Regions from separate parts of the Sus scrofa genome. Here regions 1 and 3 are each linked to region 2. Evidence: chromatin contacts called from public Hi-C and HiChIP or PLAC-seq data. All regions are on one chromosome and are shown on one strand. Each heading gives the region's core, a stretch centred on a gene start, on an enhancer-like site or on the middle of the called end of the contact. The rest is flanking DNA. Distances are from core to core; before and after follow the strand shown.

Region 1 (3,650 bases), core at 487-2,986, 140 kb before region 2:
CTACAGTCCATATGTCACCCAGACATTAAGGAAAAGACACATTTTTTAGGAAATGTTTTTAATAAAAGAAAATTACAAAAAAAAAAATTTTAAAGACCCCCCCCAACCCCTTTGTGTGCCGCCCCCCCCACTCTGCTCCTTTCTTCCCCAATGTTGCTCCCATTTCTGAGGTGCACTGGGAGGCTCCCCTTCTGTTTGGGGCTTGATGACTTTTCTTTTTGTAGCTGAGGCTTTGGTGTTCCTTCTGGTGTCATTTCCCATCCACATACCCGCATCTGGTCCCCTCAGTGTCGTCACCAGATCAGATTTGTAACCCACCGAGAGGCCAGAGGGAATTAAGCGCCCTCTCCCAACCTCTTTCTAGTGGTCTCTCTGCCTCTTCCGTCTCTTGTCTCTTTCACCCTTGCCCCTCTCCCTTGGGCTCTGATGAAAAATTGCTGACTGTAGCTTTGAAGTTTAGCTCTGAGAACCGTAGATGATTTCAGTTATAGGAAAATAAAACCCATTGATTACTACATTGGATTTTGACTGATTCTTTGGGGTTGTATTGGTTAACAGATTGGGGGGGGCGCAAATGATTTCCAAGTCCACTTAGATTGAGGTAAGGGGTGTCAGCCTCTTCCATTCTCTAAAATTCTACATGAGGGTAAAATTATATAATACTATGCCCGGTATTCTACTTCTGCCTGGCCACTGTTTACCAGTGTCACCCATCAGCACCTGGGAAAGTTAAAAAAAAAAGGTTTGCACAAGGAGTTCCCATTATGGTGCAGTGGAAACAAATCCAACTAGGAACCATGAGGTTTGGGGTTGGATCCCTGGCCTTGCTCAGTGGGTTAAGGATCTGGTGTTGCCATGAACTGTGGTGTAGGTGGCAGACACAGCTCAGACATGCTGTGGCTGTGGCCGGCAGCTATAGTTCCAATTGGATCCTACCCTGGGAACCTCCATATGCCTAGGGTGTGGCCTTTAAAAAGCAAAAAAAAAAAAAAAAAAAAATTTGCATAAAGAGTGGGTGTGAAAGGGCGACATTATAAGCCACAGCCTCTGATGGCCAGGGAAGTGGGGGTGTCGAGGCTGAGGCTGGTTGTAGAAACAACTTTGTCCTTCAAGGGCAAAGCTAGGGATGCCTGCCACTCTTAACCGGTGATTAGGGGCCAGGAGGTTGACAGCGTGAAATCCTCCCAGTACTCCTTAATTAAGTGGAATAGCTGGATTAGATCCTGAGGTTTCCTCTAGTCTGACATTTTGTGACTAGATCATCGACTGGCACTGAAGTGCCCACGTTTCATCTCTTATTTTAGAAAGCCAATGTTATTTCTGTCATCTGCCTTAACCCCTGCTAGCGGAGAAGGGCGGGTGGCGAAAATATTCGGAGTGCAGCCTCATGAGAAAGGCAGGCCCTCTGCTTTGAATAGGAAGCCGCAATCACCTAGAAAATGGAGCCATCGTCTCTAGTAACTACAATTCCCAGAGGTCTCCACGCAGAGCATGTGCAGAAATGTGCCAGGCCCGGCAGCCTATCCATCTTTGCCTTCAACTCCCGACATGCTTCACGGTGCTCTTACGCTGCCTTGATTTCCTCCTCGGCCAAATTTCCTTTTTCTCTCGTGCTTCGTAGCGACGGACTACAACTCCCAGCATGCAGAGAGGCTGTGCGTTATTGCGTTGTTGAGCGTCAGTTGTACAATTAAGACTCCATTTCCCAGAAAGCCGAGAAGGGGACGGGTGGGGCTAAGGTCCCGTGTGCAGGGGGAGCAGGCGGAGGCTCTGCGACTCAGCGGGAAGCGGAGGTGAGGGCTTTGTGGCCTAGAGGTGATAGCACCTCTGGACTAGTCTGGAGGCGAGAGTGGGAAGGGCCTTCCTTTGCCCCGGCACGGGTCAGCCGCCTCCTCCGGGGTCTCCCTGCATCGGAAGCTTGGAACGGGTGGGTGCTGAAGACTGCTGGGGACTGGACGTCTCCCTCACCTAGGATGGGACTCGGGGGGAAAGCCTTAGGAACCGAGGCCTGAGGGAGCAGACGCTCTCCGCCATGAAAGCTTCACTGCGGAAGGGGCACCAGCATCTCCAGGGTTTGGAGGCAAAGAAGGGAAAGATTTAGGGGGCCTGCTTCTGGGATCTCCCCCCAGAGCTTCGGCTCTAGAATGGCAGAGGTTAAGGGATGTCACGCAGGAGTCTTTAAAAATTGGCTCCGCTCCTCTCAACCTGTATGAGCTAGGGCAAATGACCTGTTCTCAGGGCCTTGGTTTCCTTGTCTCCTGTCCACCTCCCCAGACAGCAGTGTGAAGATCAAATGCCAGGAATAGTGAAGTTCCCAGCATTGGATCTGTCACATGGTAGTGCTTCCAAAGCATTTTTTGATTCTTCTGAATAGGAACCTTGAGACTCGTAACATTCATCCAGCTTTAGTTTGAAAATAAAATTAGGTCATTTCTTTTTCGTATTAAATTAAGAAGTAGAGAGAAGAAAAATGACCCAATAATATCTCACTGTTCAGATGAACCGGTTGATAATTTTTTTTTTTTTTTCAAGTACACGTGGTTAGAAACGTTATGGGAAGGAACAAGATGGAAAGTAACAGCCCTTCCAGACTTCCTCTTCTCCAAAACAAGTACTTTAGTTGTTTTCTGTTTCCTTCTCGTCAATATTTATGCCTGGGACAGGACATATATATATTTTAAAATTTGTGCAAAAGGAATAATATTATCCAAATGATTCTGTGGCTTGCTTTGTTAAAACATTAAACACACTTTGAGTGACAGAAACGACCCTCTAAGATGTTACAGATAATTAAACCGAAGCTCAGAAGTCAAGTTGCCTAAGGTCACAGATTAAGTTGATGGTGGTGCAGGGACTAGAACCCAGGTTGCCTGACTCCCAGTTCAGAGCTTTTTATGTCATTAAAGCACACTTTATTTGTACTTTGAAGTTAGGCTTCTTTCTTAGTTATGAAACAAGGTCAGTGGTACCTCCTTTGTCAGTTGTCTTTGAGCTTAAATGAGATGATACAGGAAAGCACTTGGCATGGTACCTGGAAGGTAGCAAGTGCTCAATAAACTGAAACGCTTTTTTTTTGTTGTTGTTAGTCTTCTTAGGGCCGCATCCTCGGCAAATGGAGGTTCCCAGGCTAGGGGTCGAATTGGAACTGTAGTTGCTGGCCTACACCACAGCCACAGCAACGCCAGATCTGAGCCTCGTCTGTGACCTGTACCACAGCTCATGGCAACACTGGATTCTTAACTAACTGAGCAAGACAAGGGATCAAACCTGCGTCCTCATGGATACTAGTCAGATTTTTTCTGCTGAGCCACTATAGGAACTCCAAGCACTTTTTTTTTTTTTTTTTTTTTTTCAGGGCTGCACCCTCAGCATATGGAAGTTCCCAGGCTAGGGGTTGAATTGAGCTACAGTTGCCGGCCTACGCCCGCCACAGCCCCAGCAACGCTGGATCCAAGCCTGGTCTGCTACCTACATCACAGCTCACAGCAACACTGGATCCTTAACCCACTGAGTGAGACTAGGGATTGAACCCGTGTCCTCGAGGATACTAGTCGGGTTTGTTAACTGGTGAGCCACAATGGGAACTCCAGCATTTATTATTTTTGCCCTCAGTTCTCTCACCACCCCATGGATTTAGTCCATTATCCAAA
Region 2 (3,962 bases), core at 141-2,640:
GGAGTTCCCGTTGTGGTGCAGGGGAAAGAAATCTGACTAGGATCCATGGGGATGCAGGTTCGATCCCTGGCCTCACTCAGTGGGTTAAGGATCTAGTGTCGCCCTGAGCTGTGGTGTAGGTCGCAGATGTGGCTTGGATCTGGCGTGGCTATGGCTGTGGTGTGGGCCGGCAGCTGTAGGTCCAATTTGACCCCTTGTCTAGGAACCTCCATATGCCACAGATGTGGCCCTAAAAAGCAAAAAAACAAAAACAAAAAAACCCCCACCATACTTTGGGCACTTTCTGTGTCAGGCACTATCCCTACCCTCTTAAGAGTTAATCCTCTAGAGAGGAAGATAGCAAGTGAGCTCAGCTTGGGAAGGTGAGGAAAGAGAACACAGGCAGTGGTTATTGAGGAGGAGAGAGCACTGAACTGGAGCCACCTACCTCTGAGGGCATTTCATCAAGGAAAGGGATGTCCATTTTCTGGCACTGGGTTACCAGCGCAGTGAAGAGTGGCTTGTTAGGCCTTTTAGGGTAATAGATGGTTGGTTGGTAGCCCTATGAGGAAAGGAAAGGGTTGTAATTCAAGTCCAGATCCTAGAAACCTCATGCTCTTTTCCCCACGGCCCTTCTGCGAATACTCACAAAGAGTTTGAGGTGTCGAGCACAGACCAGGCCATCTCCTCCGTTATTCCCGGGGCCACAAATGACTAGGACAGTAGGGGGGCTCCTGGACAAGGACGTGGGAGGATAGGCCTGAAGGCAGAGTCAAAGGGGATTCAGAGGGGCATTTGGGAAGCGACAGCTCGGGCTTGGCCCGGCTGTCCCTCCCACTTCGCTGTGCCTAGGCCAGGGGGCTTGCACAATGACTTGCCACTGACCTTGGCAATGGCTGTAGCACAGCTCAGCCCGGCCAGCTCCATTAGTTGGTCCACGCTGAACTGGTACTCGTTAAACAGCTCCTGGTCCACAGCCTGGGCCTCCTCCTGGCTGAGGAAGCGCAAAGCCTGAGGTCCCGCCCCTCAGGTGCTGCGCCGGGCCGGCAGCGCGGCCGCCCCAGGTCCCGCCCCCCGGGAGGGAGGGCCTGCACCCCGGTCCTGCGCCCCGCGTGCCCCCGCCCGCCCTGGAACTTTGCCTACCTGAGGTACTTCACCGCTGAGCTCGCCATGCCTTCTACGTCCCCGCGGCCACCCGAGATCAGCCGCTGCGGCCCCCACCAGGTGGGTCGCGCGCGACAGGCGCCGGCCTGGACTCTGACGCGCGGCAGGCGCGAGCCCGCAACGAGCAGCCCGAGCCCGAGCAGCGCCCGCAGACCAGACATCCAGCTCGCAGGGCGCGCGCCTCCGGCCCGCCCCGGCCTGCCCGGCGCCTGCGCAGCACTCTGCCCCGCCCCCGAGAGGCCGGGGCCGCAAGCGCTTCTGCCGAAAGCGGTCCTGGGATCCGCCGCGCTCGCTCCTCCGCGGCTGGTTGCCTTACGCACCCGCCCCGCGGGTGTCTGCCTGTGTCCGTGCGCTTTCTCTTCCAGTCTGGATCCAAGCCCTCCGCGGGAACATTTACGTATTGCCTCAGAGATAACCGGAAGTGCTTTGCTCCCAACCGCCCTTTGGTAATAATTTTTCATATTTTTGTAGCTTTTCCAGGAAGCTGTATGGCAGAGCAGTTAGCCCCGGTTCTTGTCCTACCACCGACTAGCTGAGTGAACCTGGCTCTCCTGGTTTCAGTGTCCTATAAAATGAGGATATGAGTACATACTTCATGGGGTGGTAATCCATGCAAAGCCGTCGACAGCGCCCCTCGTACACAGGGCTCAATAAATTAATGCTCTTATTTACACTGCTTTTCATGGGACTTAGGACCCTTATGCCCACTAGTTTAGCTTCCCCTTTCTCTGTTTACCAGGATAGCACGTTCTACTTCCCTAATCATACGTAATACTTACCCTTCTTCATCGAGATAAAAGCTGTGGAAATAGAAAAGTATAAACCTTAATTAAGTCAAGTATGCCATGGTTAAAAATGTAATTGAAACTGTAGACGCCAGGTCACGGTAATATTTCAAGAAAAAATCAGAGAAGACTAAACTTTTAACCCAAGAGTTTTGTTTTTTTGTTTTTTTTTGCCTTTTCTAGGGCCCCTCCCGCGGCATATGGAAGTTCCCAGGCTAGGGGTCTAATCGAAGCTGTAGCCGCCGGCCTACACCACAGCCAACGCCAGATCTGAGCCCCGTCTGCGACCTACACCACAGCTCACAGCAACGCCAGATCCTTAACCCACTGAGCAAGGCCAGGGATCGAACCTGCAGCTTCATGATTCCTTTTTTTTTTTTTTTTTTGGTCTTTTAGTCTTTTTGTTGTTGTTGTTGTTGTTATTGTTGCTATTTCTTGGGCCGCTCCCGCGGCATATGGAGGTTCCCAGGTTAGGGGTCTAATCGGAGCTGTAGCCACCGGCCTACGCCAGAGCCACAGCAACGCGGTATCCGAGCCATGTCTGCAACCTACACCACAGCTCACGGCAACGCCGGATCATTAACCTACTGAGCAAGGGCAGGGACCGAACCCGCAACCTCATGGTTCCTAGTCGGATTCGTTAACCACTGCGCCACGACGGGAACTCCAAGCTTCATGATTCCTAATCGGATTCGTTAACCACTGAGCCACAACAGGAACTCCTAACCCAAGAGTTTTTAAAAATGCAAACACTCCTGCCTGGTTAGGGGAGAAGTTTAGGGAATAACAAACCAGTTACCATTAAGGCACTAAGATAAAGATAATTATCCAGGTGAAATGAAAGTCCTGTTTTTATGCTAGTTTATTTTTTTCTGTATAATGAATCGTATTACTGCTTAGTTCTCAGAGAGAGGCAAGAACCCCTCCTGCTTTAACTACTCCTCTGATAGTCTCCTTTTTAATTAAAAGAGGTTTATCATCACCTATGGGATGTACCCTTGTAAAACAAACCTCCAGCTGTGTTTGTTTCACATATTTGTTGTAGGAAATTGAATTTGTCAGACTGAGATTATAGTGGAAAATTGTTTTTGTTCGACTGTGTTTGTGGTTGGAAATTGAGTTTACTCATCTGAATTGAAATGTAGAGTTGATACTACAATTGGATAATCTTATCCAAGACCTCATTAACTTAGATTTATAACTTCACCAGTAGCTAAGTAGCTTTTCTTTTATGCATTAGTCAAGTCAAGACCCCCTGCAGGCCTATTTGAGAAAATAAAATCGGTGATTCTGAAGATTCATTTCTAAAATACAATGTGAAGCATGTTTTTTTGATAGAACATTTTAAATATTTATATGTGCCAAGTGCTGACATGAATTATCTCATTTTATCTTCACAACAACTCTGGTTTATCCCCATTTTACAGATGAGGTTCAGAAATGTTGAATGACATGTCCAATGATACAGCGACAGCTGTCAGTGGAGCTAGGATCCAAGTAGCGTGACCTAGAGTCTGCTGTCTAAAGCATTATTCTAGACTGAAATGCCTCACCAGATGCAGAACTATGTCATTAAAGGGTTGTCAACCGCTGACTTCATTTTGATGAGATGTAACTTTAAAATAATGACACAAGAAGTTCCGTGGTGCAGCAGAAACTAATCTGACCAGGAACCATGAGGCTGCGGTTCGATCCCTGGCCTCCTTCAGTGGGTTAAGGATCTGGCGTTGCTGTGAGCTGTGGTGTAGGTCGCAGATGTGGCTCAGATCTGGTGTTGCTGTGGCTGTGGTGTAGGCGGCTACAGCTCCAATTAGAACCCTAACCTGGGAACCTCCATATGCTGTGGGTGTGGCCCTAAAAAGACAAAATGATAATAATAATAATACAAAACATAGTCCCCCCACACACCCAGAATTTATGAAACAACCAAATGAGGGCTGTTCTCAGGAAAGCAGTGCCCAAGACCTAGTCCACCTTGCTACCTTTCAGACTTTTGGAGTTTTCTTTGGGAAATGCCTTCAAAACCAATTTCAG
Region 3 (3,608 bases), core at 7-2,506, 170 kb before region 2:
GCCAGGTGATGGTTTATGGCCCTTCTGCAGGCGAGTCTAGCAGGAGAAACCCGCGTGGACCAATACCCTAACTCCCCGAAAGTTGACAAACTTCGGCTCCCATTAATCGCACTGTACCAGGAATCCAGCGGCCTAGAATCAATGGTTGCATTTATAGGACGGAGTCCCAGAATCCCCACGAATCCATCCTACAGCTTAGCCCATGCCCAAATCCAATGGACAGTTTGGGGGTGCCCTTCCCGGATACTCACATCCCCCTTATGCAGCTCCGGCGCCGCAATCTTCACCGGCTCTGTCCGCTTCTTTGGCTTGGGAAGCCCCAGGGGGGACCCGGCGCCGCCGATGGGGGGGGGAAGACTGAGGCCAGGGCCTCTGGGCGAGGGCAGCCCCAATCCTAACCCCTCCCCAACTCCCGCCGCCTCAGCCGGGCTCACGCCTGGAGGTGGGGGGAAGCCTCCCAGGCCGAAGGGCAAGGGGGGAGGAGGCTGGAGCCGGGGGTCTCCGGTGGGTGGGGGCAGCAACAGCGGCGGGGGAAAGGCTGGGGCCAGCATCTGGGGGGGCGGAGGCAGCAAAGCCGGACCCTTGGGTGCGGGGAGAGAAGCGAACAAGCCCCCTAAAGTGGGCCCAGGTGTAGGGGCCGCCGCCTCCTCTTCCTCCGGCTCCGGCTCAGCCTCATCCGGCTCACTCTCATCGCTGCTGGCGTAAGCAACCAGCGACATGGCGCCGCCCGCCTTTGGGGCGCCCTTGCCGGCAATCAAGGCCTACTTGAGACCGGGGATGCCCAGAGGCCTAGTGGGCCCCGCCACTTGGCGGGGCAGGAAACTAAAAAGCCCGCCTTCCCCGTACTCTAGGACTATCCGTGGCAGAAGCCCATGCCCACAGTTGATTTCCACCGAATAAGGCTTCCCTCTTCACTTAAGCTCCTAGTCCCGGGCAACTACACACAGCTAATGGCCGCCGAGTCACTCCGCCTCCTCCTCGCCTCACCAATACAGGAACTACAACTCCCAGAGAATACTTTGAGCACAGCACCATTATCCGACGCAAGTAGCTCAGCGCAAGGCACGGCGGGAATCGGAGTCCGAGGAAGAATTAAGCGGCGCGGAGAAAGACAGGCGGTAAACCCGCCTCTGACACGAGGACTCCTGGGAGGAGTAGTTTTTTGGAGTCGTCTGACAATTCCTGGACAACTACAAGTACCACCGGTCACCGCGGTAGTCAGGGAGCCGGGTCGGAGAGCATTTCGGTACTTGAAGTTCCCTAGGGTAGCTGCTTGGGCGCTAAGATTTATGGGAGACGTAGTGCTCGTAGAAACTGCAAGTGATGTCGGGAATGTGAGGGAGTCTGGGAAGGTGGAGGATTGGGGAAAATAGCTTAAAGGGAAAGTGATCTGTAAATCTGTAAATGAACTGATGAAGCCTTTGAGTCCACTGAAGAAACCCGGAGCACCCAGGAACAATCAGAGTCCTAGAGACCTGTACGAAGTTGGGCTGCGAGCCAGAAAGAAGGCCTAATAATAAACATCTGCAGGCTAAAGTAAATGTGACATAAGAGGGAATAAATGATCTCCCTCGCCTTGACCAAAATGCACATCCAGGAGCACATCTGGCCCGTCTAGCCTGGGTCCTGAGCTCTCTCTGCAGTGAAACAGAACGATGGGCAGGACCCTGGAAGGCAGGGCTCGGTACTTGAGATTTGGGGGCAGCTCCATCTCAGCCCCTATCACAGATTTGAGTCATTGCCTGAGTCCATCCCTTCCTGCATATGTTCTTTGTATCTGTCTCTGCCTGGTGTTTGTTGTGCCTTTCTGCGTGAACTTGTTAATTGGTCCTGTGAGTGACCTTTCTATCCATCCGTGTTGATGTGTGTCCTTTTCCCAGCTCAGGTATGTCTGCTCGTGATTCTGCTGCTCTTTCCCTGTCCACCTGTAATTTTGTGTCCTTTTCATGTTTATTCGTCTTTGCCCCTTCCTGTCTGCCTGGGACTGGGTGCCCTCTACTTGTCAACTCTGTGTCTTTTATAATTTAAAGCTTTATGTACTAAAGCACCTCTGTGTGTGCTCTATCCCCCTACTCCCAGAGAGCAGAAGCATCTACTGAGCTCAGCCCATGAAGACTGTTGAGGTTTGGGGAGGAGGCTAAAGAGGAAGATGGAAAGGATGATGATGGCCACAACAACAACCAAAAAGAGAGTCAGTGAAGGCCCAAGTGTGAGTGAATTCACCATTAGAGAAGGTTGCTGTGCCCTCCACCTCCCCCCGCCCCACCCCCACCTTCTCCATGTGTCTAAATCTCACCCTGCCTTCACCAACAAATTCATATGCTGCCTTCTCCATCTGTTTGCTTCAATCTGTTTGCTCCCTGCTCTGGATGCCCAGAGCACTTTTTTTTTCCTGCCTACCAAATCTTAAACTTTAATGTGCCTAAGATCCCTGGGAAAGCTTCTTAAAAATGCAAATTGCTGAATTCCAGCCTAACTGATTCCTCTTCAGTAGGTGTGGAGTGGGGCCCAGAAGTCTGGATTTTTAAGAAAATCCTCAGTTGATTGCAAAGCAGGTACAGTGAGGACTACCCTGAGAAATTAGACCTTTGGTTCTATCTCGAAACTGGTATGCTTTGCACAGTGTTGACTTCTTCTTCTTTATTTACTTATGTATTTATTTTTTGCTTTTAGGGCTGCACCTGTGGCATATGGAAGTTCCCAGGCTAGGGGTCAAATCGGAGCTACTGCTGCCAGCCTATGCCACAGCCACAGCAATGCAGGATACGAGCCATGTCTGACCTACACCACAGCTCACAGCCACACCAGATCCTTAACCCACTTTGCCAAGCCAGGGATTGAACCTATGTTCTCATGGATACCACTGAACCACAAGGGAACTCCTGCACACTGCTGACCTTTAATACCAACTTTTCCAATCTGGGTTTCCCAGCCTACTTCCTGGTGACTTTGGGCAATCACTTCTCTTCTCCTTCTTTGAAAGATGGATAGAGTATGAAGGAGCCCCGCCCTACTTCTGTGAAAAACACTTCACTATTAACACACAGTGAAGTGATTTAGAACCTTAAGAGAATGGGAAACTTTCAAAGGGAAATGACTGTCCTTGTTCTTTTTCCTTTTTTTAGAGCCGTACCCGTGGCATATGGAGGTTCCCAGCCTAGGGGTCGAATCGGAGCTACAGCTGCCAGGCTACACCACAGCCACAGCAACGCCAGATCCAAGGCACGTCTGCAACCTACACCACAGCTCACAGCAACGCCAGATCCTTAGCCCACTGAGCGAGGCCAGGGATCGAACCCGTAACCTCATAGTTCCCAGTCAGATTAATTTCCGCTGCGCCACAACAGGAACTCCAGGGATCTGTCTTTTTATGACAAATGTTTTCTAAGCAGAGTCCTCTTACTGTAAAGATTAATGATTTACCTTAATAGGTAGACACCCTGCCCTCAAAGGTTGTTTTCATGTAAGGAATTGATAATAGAAACTTCAGGGAGGGATGGCAAGATTTGTTTCTCACCGTTTACTCTTTATACCTTTGGAAATTTGTAATCTGTGCATGTATTACCTATTCAAAGGTAGTAAAAGCAAGAGTTCCCATCGTGGCTCAG

What was found. A called contact is a pair of places that touch in the nucleus more often than the background predicts. HiChIP or PLAC-seq counts read pairs in DNA pulled down with a chosen protein or histone mark.
Region 1: a Hi-C map of skeletal muscle shows a contact between it and region 2, with 4 times the contacts expected there. The contact joins the promoter of MRPL24 here to the promoter of IQGAP3 in region 2. A contact is called at or near these places in 3 of 47 Hi-C or Micro-C datasets (embryonic fibroblasts, liver and skeletal muscle) and 2 of 2 datasets of contacts at active chromatin or transcription factors (alveolar macrophages and skeletal muscle).
Region 3: a contact with region 2 is called in an H3K27ac HiChIP or PLAC-seq map of alveolar macrophages. The contact joins the promoter of PRCC here to the promoter of IQGAP3 in region 2. A contact is called at or near these places in 1 of 47 Hi-C or Micro-C datasets (epiblast stem cells) and 1 of 2 datasets of contacts at active chromatin or transcription factors (alveolar macrophages).

Annotation. Positions count from the first base shown.
Region 1 is chr4:93,351,293-93,354,942 of Sscrofa11.1, forward strand. It overlaps MRPL24 (mitochondrial ribosomal protein L24), which reads left to right and starts at 1,737. Exons shown (of 6, transcript NM_001244448.1): 1 at 1,737-1,793. HDGF (hepatoma-derived growth factor) reads left to right here. Exons shown (of 6, transcript XM_013996955.2): 6 at 1-517.
Region 2 is chr4:93,494,609-93,498,570 of Sscrofa11.1, forward strand. IQGAP3 (ras GTPase-activating-like protein IQGAP3) reads left to right here and starts at 1,391. Exons shown (of 38, transcript XM_021089671.1): 1 at 1,391-1,589. It overlaps NAXE (NAD(P)HX epimerase), which reads right to left and starts at 1,304. Exons shown (of 6, transcript NM_001078664.1): 1 at 1,123-1,304; 2 at 865-973; 3 at 629-739; 4 at 428-541. The coding sequence starts at 1,304.
Region 3 is chr4:93,324,243-93,327,850 of Sscrofa11.1, forward strand. PRCC (proline-rich protein PRCC) reads right to left here and starts at 1,257. Exons shown (of 7, transcript XM_001924343.6): 1 at 252-1,257. The coding sequence starts at 719.